Linked DNA regions of Mus musculus: region 2 is linked to region 1. Evidence: chromatin contacts called from public promoter capture Hi-C data. All regions are on one chromosome and are shown on one strand. Each heading gives the region's core, a stretch centred on a gene start, on an enhancer-like site or on the middle of the called end of the contact. The rest is flanking DNA. Distances are from core to core; before and after follow the strand shown.

What was found. Promoter capture Hi-C pulls out the DNA fragments that hold promoters and counts their contacts.
Region 2: a contact with region 1 is called in a promoter capture Hi-C map of hippocampal neurons, with 2.2 times the contacts expected there. The contact joins the promoter of Fbxo9 here to the enhancer-like site in region 1. A contact is called at or near these places in 5 of 39 promoter capture datasets (the C10 cell line, embryonic stem cells, frontonasal cranial neural crest and 2 more), 1 of 484 Hi-C or Micro-C datasets (B cells), 3 of 115 datasets of contacts at active chromatin or transcription factors (astrocytes, embryonic stem cells and extraembryonic endoderm stem cells) and 1 of 9 other capture datasets (liver).

The regions. Positions count from the first base shown.
Region 1 is chr9:77,592,953-77,597,431 of GRCm38.p6, forward strand. No RefSeq gene overlaps it. Among named protein-coding and RNA genes, the nearest start is that of Klhl31, 42 kb to the right of the region's middle. Within about 2 kb of position 2,364, at least 21 of the 459 cell types and tissues checked have an H3K27ac peak or open chromatin away from gene starts, as enhancers often do. A contact at or near this core is called in hippocampal neurons, where this site is marked.
Region 2 is chr9:78,106,767-78,111,245 of GRCm38.p6, forward strand. Fbxo9 (f-box protein 9) reads right to left here and starts at 1,890. Exons shown (of 13, transcript NM_023605.2): 1 at 1,525-1,890. The coding sequence starts at 1,527. It also overlaps a transcript of Cilk1 not described here.

The DNA.
Region 1 (4,479 bases), core at 1,114-3,613:
TTGATTCTTATGTCCTCATAAAGAAGATTCTCCCTCCCCTGTTTCCCCGCTCTGGCCCTCCTGCCCACAAAGTTACATTTCTCTGCACTTTTGTCAGGTTCTGCGTCTTTGTTATTTAAATATTCGCAGTTCCTTGTCTGCTGCTCAAATTGAGATCTATGACAAGGAACTGAATCCCAGCACTGTCCATGCTATAAGCATATATCGGATACTTGACAAATGAATGAATGAATGAATGAATGAATGAATGAATCTCCAAGGTGTCTTCAGTTTGTACCATTTTCTGCTTGATGATCTCATCGCTTAGTGGCATTGGTCCCTTTCCACCAAGATCTGTGAGTTAGTAGTACGTTAGCCAGGACAAATTCTCTTTAGTTTGTTAATTAGCTAATATGATCACTGTACCACGTAACCAAATTCTCTAACCTAGGTAAAAAAAATTATTTTAAGATTTTTGTCTTAAAGCCACACATAGAACATCCATTTCTAACAATATAGAATATGTTTCACATTATAGAATGACTAGAAATGGTGAATAAGTTATGCCAAACACTCCTTTAAGTTTAATATGCAAGTGCTATAAGAAATATTCCTGCAGGGGACTCTTGAATAACGCTGTTTTCTGTGGTCAAGAGATACTTGAAGAATCATCTACTGAGAGGGATGAAGCAGGCACTTGGCTTAGCTCATTTTGGCTTCCACTGGAGGAAAACATCTTCCACCATAATCCACAATCACGACTTTCCTGGGCATGGATGTCGGTTTATCTCCCAGAACTCAAAACTCTTAGTCTGAATAACTGACATATTAATGGATTAATGAACTCTTACCCTTGGGCTGTTTGGCAGAAGCAAATGTTAATCTTTTCTAAAGGAGCACAAACCTAATCCAGGGCTCACAGGAGCCTCACAGGCAGAGGCTTAGACACTGGTCTATAATCCAAGTCTCTGCAACATTCAAAACACACACACACACACACACACACACACACACACACACACACACACACACACACTAGCATGGCAGAATGTATGAATGTCTGGGAATTTCAGGTCAGTCAGGTATCTACTGAATAGTCTAAAATGACTAAGCACATAAAACAATAAAAATTAGGAAAAACAGAACTGCAGAAAATAGCCCAATACAATGCTGATAAATGAAATACGCATTTGTGGACACTCAACAGGTATATAAGGAAGAACAAAGTGAGTATTAGCTAACTAAAAGATTATTCAGGGACCAAGATGGAAAGGATGCCTGAGAGATGCCCCAGACAGATAATATAAGGGGATGTCGATATTTGAATATAATATGACTAAGCCCTGGCTATCCTGGAACTCACTTTGTAGACCAGGCTGGCCTCGAACTCAGAAATCTGCCTGCCTCTGCCTCCCGAGTGCTGGGATTAAAGGCGTATGCCACCACACCCGACTTGCTTTACAAGTTTTTTAAAAGCTTGACTTAACAGATTCAGAAAGTTAAAAAGTGCTAAATGGTATAAGTAAGATCAAATCTGTTTATCCATGGTGCATGGTGTGTGTGTGTGTGTCTGTGTGTGTGTGTGTCTGTGTGTGTGTGTGTCTGTGTAACACTATCCATTCATCTGTATTTCATCATGGACAAGAAGAGCCCAAGAGAACCCAACCCTACATGAAGCACTAAATAGCAATTACCAGACTGTGGTGGCTTAATAAGATGTCTCCATAGTTTCAAGCTTCTGAATACTTGGTCCCCAGTTTGTGACACTGGAGTAGGTTTAAGAGCTATGAACTTGCTGGAGGAAGTATATCACGGAGGGTGGGTTTTGAGGTTTCAAATGCTATGCATTCTCCCCCCTCCTCTTTCCCTCTCTCCCTGCCTCTCACTCTCCCCACTTTCTGACTGTCTCTGTCTCTCTCCCTTTCCCTGTCTGTCTCTCTTTGTCCCTGTCTCTGTCCCTCTGTCTCAGTCTCTCTGTCACTCTCTGTCTTTCTCTGTCTCTCTATCTCTGCCTCTCTCAGTTAACAAACCCCTTTTGGTTCTTTTCATAGGGCTCTGCAGCTCCACAGCTATACCAGGAAGGGAATTCACAACTCTTTTTAATCTCTGGTTGCCTGGAACAAGGCAGAAACCTGCAGTTCCCAAGCAGACTTCTTTTCCATATTAGCATTGGAGTTAAAGCCTTAACTCCACAAACAGAAGGCACAATGTGGAGCAAGAGGTCTCTCGTCCCGCCTATCCTGCTTCTAGCTCGCCAGGGCTCTTAATGCGTCTATTGTTACCTAGCACTGGAAATAGCGCTTTCTCTCTTAAGCCTCACTGCTATTTGTACTTGTTCTGTGCTTGTTCAAAATGCCTGGCTGGTTGCTTTTATCTGCGGAAACTTGCATAATTCCAGGGGCGGTGCTGTACACATTTATTGGGGGAGAAAAACATGTTCTCTCCCAGCTGTGTGCGAGGCAAACAGAATCCAGTAAACAGGCATACATTTTATCAGGCCAGCTTGGGAATATAGACTGTCATGATCACTTTCCCAAGCTACAGAAACAACAGTGAATCAACTGCTGGGTTAATTAGAACCCAGACTCGCAGCCCATCCTCAGCTCGGAGAATGAGCACTATTTTCCTTTGCCCTAATTGCGTGATAATCTTAAATATCATCATTTTGTAAAAGACCCTGTAACTACAAATTACGCTGCCAACCATATTATTGGGTCTCAAAATGTGACTGCAGTTTGAAGACAGTTGCAACTTGCAAAACAAACACAAAGAAAAATGTCGTCACCAAAGAACAGCACTGTTACCAGGCAATAGGACCACTCTACCTCTCTGTGGATGCGGTGCTCTTTGCTTTCCAGTCCCCTGCCCCCCCCCCATATATTTAAAAAGACATCAGTCGGAGGGTGGGTGGGTGGGTGGATGGGGGCCGGGGAATGGAATATGGAGTGTAAAAAATAAATTTAAAATAAAACTAAAATTAAAAAAAAAAAAAGACATCAGAATGTCTCTTTGTCTTATCAGCAGATTACAGGTGACAGGAGGTAAATTCCAAAAAGCTGCCGGGATGGGTAATCTTTGAGTTTGACAGTCTTTCCTGGCAACAGCATTCCAGTGTGTCGGCAGTATGGAGGAGCCAATCACGAAATAATTGTATAAGATGCAAATGTCACCACCATTCCAATCAGTATCAGTGAAACGCAGACGCTAAAAGAACTTTCTATAAGTAAGCCTGATTAAACTCGGGGACCATAGCAGGCTACTTTGCTGTTAGATCATTACTATAGAATTTTATTTGAGCATTTGCTCCGAGAGACTACAGTGTTGGAAACTACAGAGCCCCATTTTGCCCAGGTGTGCTAGCACCAGGGGTGGGAAATCTAGGACAGGAAAAGAACTCATGTCAAGTAGAATGTGGAACATTATTAGAAAATTTAACCCCATTAGAATGGCAACAAGCCTTTTCTCAAACACACAGCTTCTCATGTGTGTGTGCGTGTGTGAATATATATACCAAACTAAAGGTAAAATGACAGGGTAGGTTGAGAAACTCGCGATAATTCCCAGCTAGTCTTTACAGATGTTCTTCTAGGCTATCGCCACTAGGGGGCAGGGCAGGCTGCTTCAATTTCCTAGGACATTTTCCCCACTAGGGGCGCTGTAAGTTATGGCGAGAAGAAGCAGGTTAAGTCTGAACTGACCATGGGATTACAGGGGTTAGGATTCCCCCTCGGGAATCTTAGTCTTATTAGTAAAAGAACTCAAGCATGGATTTCAATGTAAGCTGGCATGGAAATCAGACACATGATGAAAAAGCAGCTACAAGGTAGGATGTGAGAGGTAGGTAGCATTAGAGAAAGAGAATGGACGCCCAACGTATCAGGAAATGCATAGGATAGGTGGGGGGGGGGGGAAGAGGAGGAGGAAGAGGAGGAGGAGGGAGGGAGGGAAGGAGGGAGGAAGAAATTGTCTAAGTTGTACCTCTCCCTCCAAAGCTCATGGTGGCTCCTAGGGACTGTACTGGGGGGTGGGGATCATAGAAAAGAAAATTACAGTATCCTGTTAAAGGAACAATAGCAAGCCTATCTCTTTAACGTGGCTTAAGGTGAGCTTACTTCCCTGGGGGTGGTCTCTTGTCCCAGGGTAACTGCCTGGCCCAACTAGAATGTTAGGTCTCCACCAGGCCAAAGATTCTGTTCTCTTGACCAGAAGGAGTTTTTCCGTAGTGGGCATTTGTACAGCTGCTCTAACATTTTGAACATAACAAAGCTCTTACCCTCTGGGAGTCACTCACTGCTGTTGGGAGCCCAGGGCTGGGTGAACAGCATAAAGAGTATGCAAACGTGTGTGCCTTTGACACTTTGTTTCTTAAGGCATTTCTTTCTACCCCTCACTTTCCAACGACTGCACAGAGCTAGTTCTGCACGTCCCTGGACATCCACATGGTCCCCAGCAGCTGCCTCGACCAGGGACGTCCTCATGTTCACTAGTGGTCACATGGGA
Region 2 (4,479 bases), core at 640-3,139, 510 kb after region 1:
ACACGGCATGGTGTCTCAGTTAGGGTCACTACTGCTGTGATGAAACACCATGACCGAAAGCAACTTGGGGAAGAAATGGTTTACTTGGCTTACATTCCCACATCACTACTCATCACTGAGGAAATCAGGGCAGGAACTCAAACAGGACACAATGGTGGATGCAGGAGCTGATGCAGAGGCCATGGAGGTGTGCTGCTTACTGACTTGTTCCTGCATGGCTTGCTCAGCCAACTTTCTCATAGATCCCAGGACCGGCCTGCCAAGGGATGGTACCACCCACAAAGGGCTGGGCCCTCCCCATCAATCACTAATTAAGAAAATGCCCTGCAGGCTTGACTGCAGCCTGATCTTTCGGAGACACTTTCTCAGGTGAGGCGTGCCTTCCTCTCAGATGACTCTAGTCTGTGTCAAGTTAACATAAATCTAGCACACACTTTAAAACATTAATTTAAGGAGAGGGAGAGAGGGAGGGAGAGAGAGAGAGATCTGTAAAGAGAATTAGTGATTCTGAATTCTGGGTCATCTTTTCAGATGTGATTAAAAGTTTATCACAGATCACAGTTAATAGGTTTGCTAATATTGAAGATCTGGTACTGCACCAAACCCCACACCATGCCAGGCTAGTCGGAGGCTCAAAAATAACTAGTTGAATACAGAATGCCTATCTCAGAACAGAATCCATTGTTAACCTTGATTTTGACAGTAGGAACTGGAATTTTACTACATTTAGTCGATTTTAATCCCACTTGAAATAAGCAGGAGCTTAGTTAATCATCAGTATTTTCATAGTTGAAAATTACTCAAGCATCATGGTATAGTTTAGTGGGTTAGTTTCTTCGCAGATGAGATTAACTGAACATAAAGAAGGTTAAGGGCTTAATCGTGGTTTGAGGACTACTTTTGAAAGTTTAGAAGAAGAATCAATTAGTGTGTTTTCTGTGCACCAGACTAGTTTCATAAAATAAACCGTTGCAGCCAATTCATGTTAAAAAAAAAAAAAAAGCCACTTGAGTGTTCTCCCAGTCAGTCTGGTATCTTTCATTCTTAAATCATCCAGCCCTAGCCGGAAACTAGTTTCTTAAGTCACTGCAGAGCCTACATACTCCATGCAACAGTCCCGTGAGACCGGAGCTGTCACACATGGAGCTTGGCGCAGTCTCTCCGTCCGCACAGCAGAGAAGCGGCTTAGGCCCTCGCTATCAAGAAACTTGGCAAGAATCCCTCCAAGTCCAGTTTGCCAGCACTGCCTGCGAATATCCTACCAGGGCCACTGACACCTCGAGGGCGTGCGTCCCAAACGTGGAGCTCCCGAAATCATCTATGGGCCGGGCTGCCAGAACAGAAGCGATCAACAAGTGTCACCGCTTGCCAGGGCCACCTCCCTTGTGCAGAAGCCAGGACAGGTCACCTGAGACCCGACTCCCAGCTCGGACAGTCTGGAGTGACCGAAGCGGGCCTTTCCTCGGCTATCCGTCAAACCCTGCCCTCACCACCCGGCCCTTGCTGCCCTCCCTCCTCGGTTACCATGCTGGCCGGCGGCCGGCCCAGTCGAGGGGCTTCCCGCGCCCGGCTCCCGGAGGGGTGGCGGCTGCCCGGTGTCTACTCCTGCCCGTCTGCTGCAGCGCGGCTTAGCAGAGTTCTCGGTCGGAGAAGCGCACCAGGCAGCGGCAATAACTGCGGGCCCGGCGTACGGCAGCCATTTTCGCGGGACAGGGGGCCGGAGGCAGGCGCGCTGCGGCGGCCGGGGACTCGAGCTGCGGAGGGGTCGCCGGTCGCCAGCGGAGGCCGAGCACCGAGCGAAGAGCTGAGCGTCGGCCCAGCAGGAGACGTCTGGACGCAGCGGCGGAGCTGCCTGCTCTGCTGCGGAAACTGCGCCGCCGCGCCGCGCATGCGCAATGCCGTCGTCGCCGTCGCCGCCGCCTGCTTGGCTACCAGCCACCCGTCGCGAGCTAGGGTGATGGGCCTACTGTGTGCAGCCGTCGGTGGAGCTAAGCTGGCCCGCCTCACTCAGCCCGCCTGTTTGATGCTGAGAACACCCAGGCAGGAAGGAGCAGACGTTAGCTCAAAATGTTTGAACCTGAATTTGGAGTAGAGCCCCCTGAGTCGATCCTAATTGGACATTAGGGGACAGTACTTTAGGCGCCCTGGACACTGGGTGCCCTGTCAGAATGAGAAAAGAGAGCGAAAACTCAACAATCATTGAACCCCACAGACTCTGAACCGAAGAAAACGTACGCTCATGTGTGCAGCCGGAGAGTGGTAACAGCCAACGCAAGTCACGTCGAACTACAGATCCCACAATACAACGGGGGAAGGACGGCCCTTTTCAAGGCCTGAAACCCGACTCCTGAAGGAGTGGACACTACAAGGGACGCTGGGATTTGTAGTCAAATGTTCCACGTTGAGCCGGAACTTACACCCACCCACCCCCAACCCGGTGCCACTTCTTACAGTCCAAACATCCGATTCCACGTCAATAGAAGGCACTTGGATTGCACATTTTAGAACTTTTTCACCTACAGGCATATGCTAGCAAAACTTACGGGCTTCCTGGCCTCTGACAGACATTTAGACAACATTTATTGAGTTTCTGTAAGTGTTAGAACCTAACAGCCAGGACGCTACATTCACCCGACTTCACAGAACTTAAAATTTTATTGTGCTACTTTATTCTGGAGCTCAGAAATGAAGTACGTCTTCGGCAAAGACATGGAGGTAAAAGGGGAGGGGTGCAACTTGATTACAGTAAGAAATTGCAAATCCTGTGTATGTTGTCTATTTAGTTAGTTTGTATTCCACTGAGTCCAGTTAATGCTGGAATATTGCCTTATCTTTTGGGCCTGATTTTGTAGAAATTATCATAATTTCAGTAGGCTGATGAATACACCTGTCGTGACATATCCAAAAGACAGCATCTCGGAACACTCTTTCCTGTCCCCGGGCTCTTACATTCTCTCCACCCCATCTTCTTTAATGTTCCCGGAGCTGGGGGCTGGGGAGTGGATATAGATATGTCCCATTTAGGGCTGAGCACTGTCACCTATTCTCGGCAGATTTTGTAAATAATGGAATCCACCTCTAGGTGGAGACTGTCCTTGGCTCCTCCCTTATAGACTAATCTAGTGGGATATAGGTCAGGGACTTGGCCCATGGGATTACCCCTAGGAAGGTGAAATCAATTTAAGACAATGTCATTTTTCTTCCAGAATCTAGGGTGTCATTCCCTAGAAGCCACCATGAGATTCAGGCAGAACCAGGTAAACTTTTTCTAGCTAGAGACCAAGAATGCTTTTACATTCCTTAACTAAAGCTTTGAGCTTCCTTGTCCTCCGAAGTTCCCCTTCCGGTCGTGTTCCACGCCTGTTTCTCTGCTTCAGTCTCATCCTCCTGGCTGTTTCCCGTTTTACAACTCGCCAGTCCTAGTTTTCCTAGTTCTTGAGGTGCTGTCTGTGTCCAAATTTAAATTATTTTATTAATGAGACTAAGAACCCTGGAAGGAGGCTTCTATTTCCTCGGAATCGTATGGTGGCTCTTCGGGGACTTCCCCGAGATTTCTTAACTGCCTTTTAATTCCTTTCTTTAAAAGACTTGCTTACTGTTACTTCTGTGTGTGTACGCTTGTGTAAGTTTATGTGCCACCATGAGTGTGAAGGTTCCTAAACAGGCCAGAAGGTATCAGGTCACCTGCAACTGGACTTAGAGGTGATTGTGAGCCATTTCACATGGATTCTGGAAACCTAAACTGGAGCCCCTTGCAAGAGCAGCAAGTGCTCTTGACAGCCAGACCCAGCCAGACCGTCTCTCACAAAACAACATCAGCTAAACATCAGCTTTCACATGAAGTTTCCACAGTGTTAGAACTAGTCAATTTCATTGAAAGGGTTGAATGTTTAAGGTGGGCTGGCCAACTAGCACACGAGGAAGGTTGGAAACAGCATTAATCTCTGCATATAAAAAGACAGAAAGCAGTTTAACAACATGTGCATTTAGCAAAACAACAGTCAAGGGCTCCCTACGTGGGGCCTGTAACCTCCTCTTTCCTCCATAGGGCCATGGACTTTTGACAAGGTTGGAGCAGGTCTCGGAGCCAATCAGAAAGCAGCTGATTCTCCCTATAGCTTATATGCCTCTTGCATCCTTAGGCACATGTTGCCCAAATCCTATATTTCAGAACAGCCCTTCTCTATGGATGGTTTCATTTGTACACTACTAACTACCTATGATGTAGGTATTCGACGGATGCCAATATGTCAGTAGTTTTCTTTGTTTTTTAAAGGAGACTCTAGATTTCAGGTCTTTCAAGAAAAACACTTCTCCCAATGATCCCTTTAAAATTAGGTTTTAAATGGAAAAAATTTAAAAAAGACTAATAACAGACGTGATTTGAATTCCCCAGATTGGGGCTTGGAGAGATGGCTCAGTGGTTAAGAGCACTGACTGCTCTTCCAGAGGACCTGGGTTCAATTCCCAGCACCCACA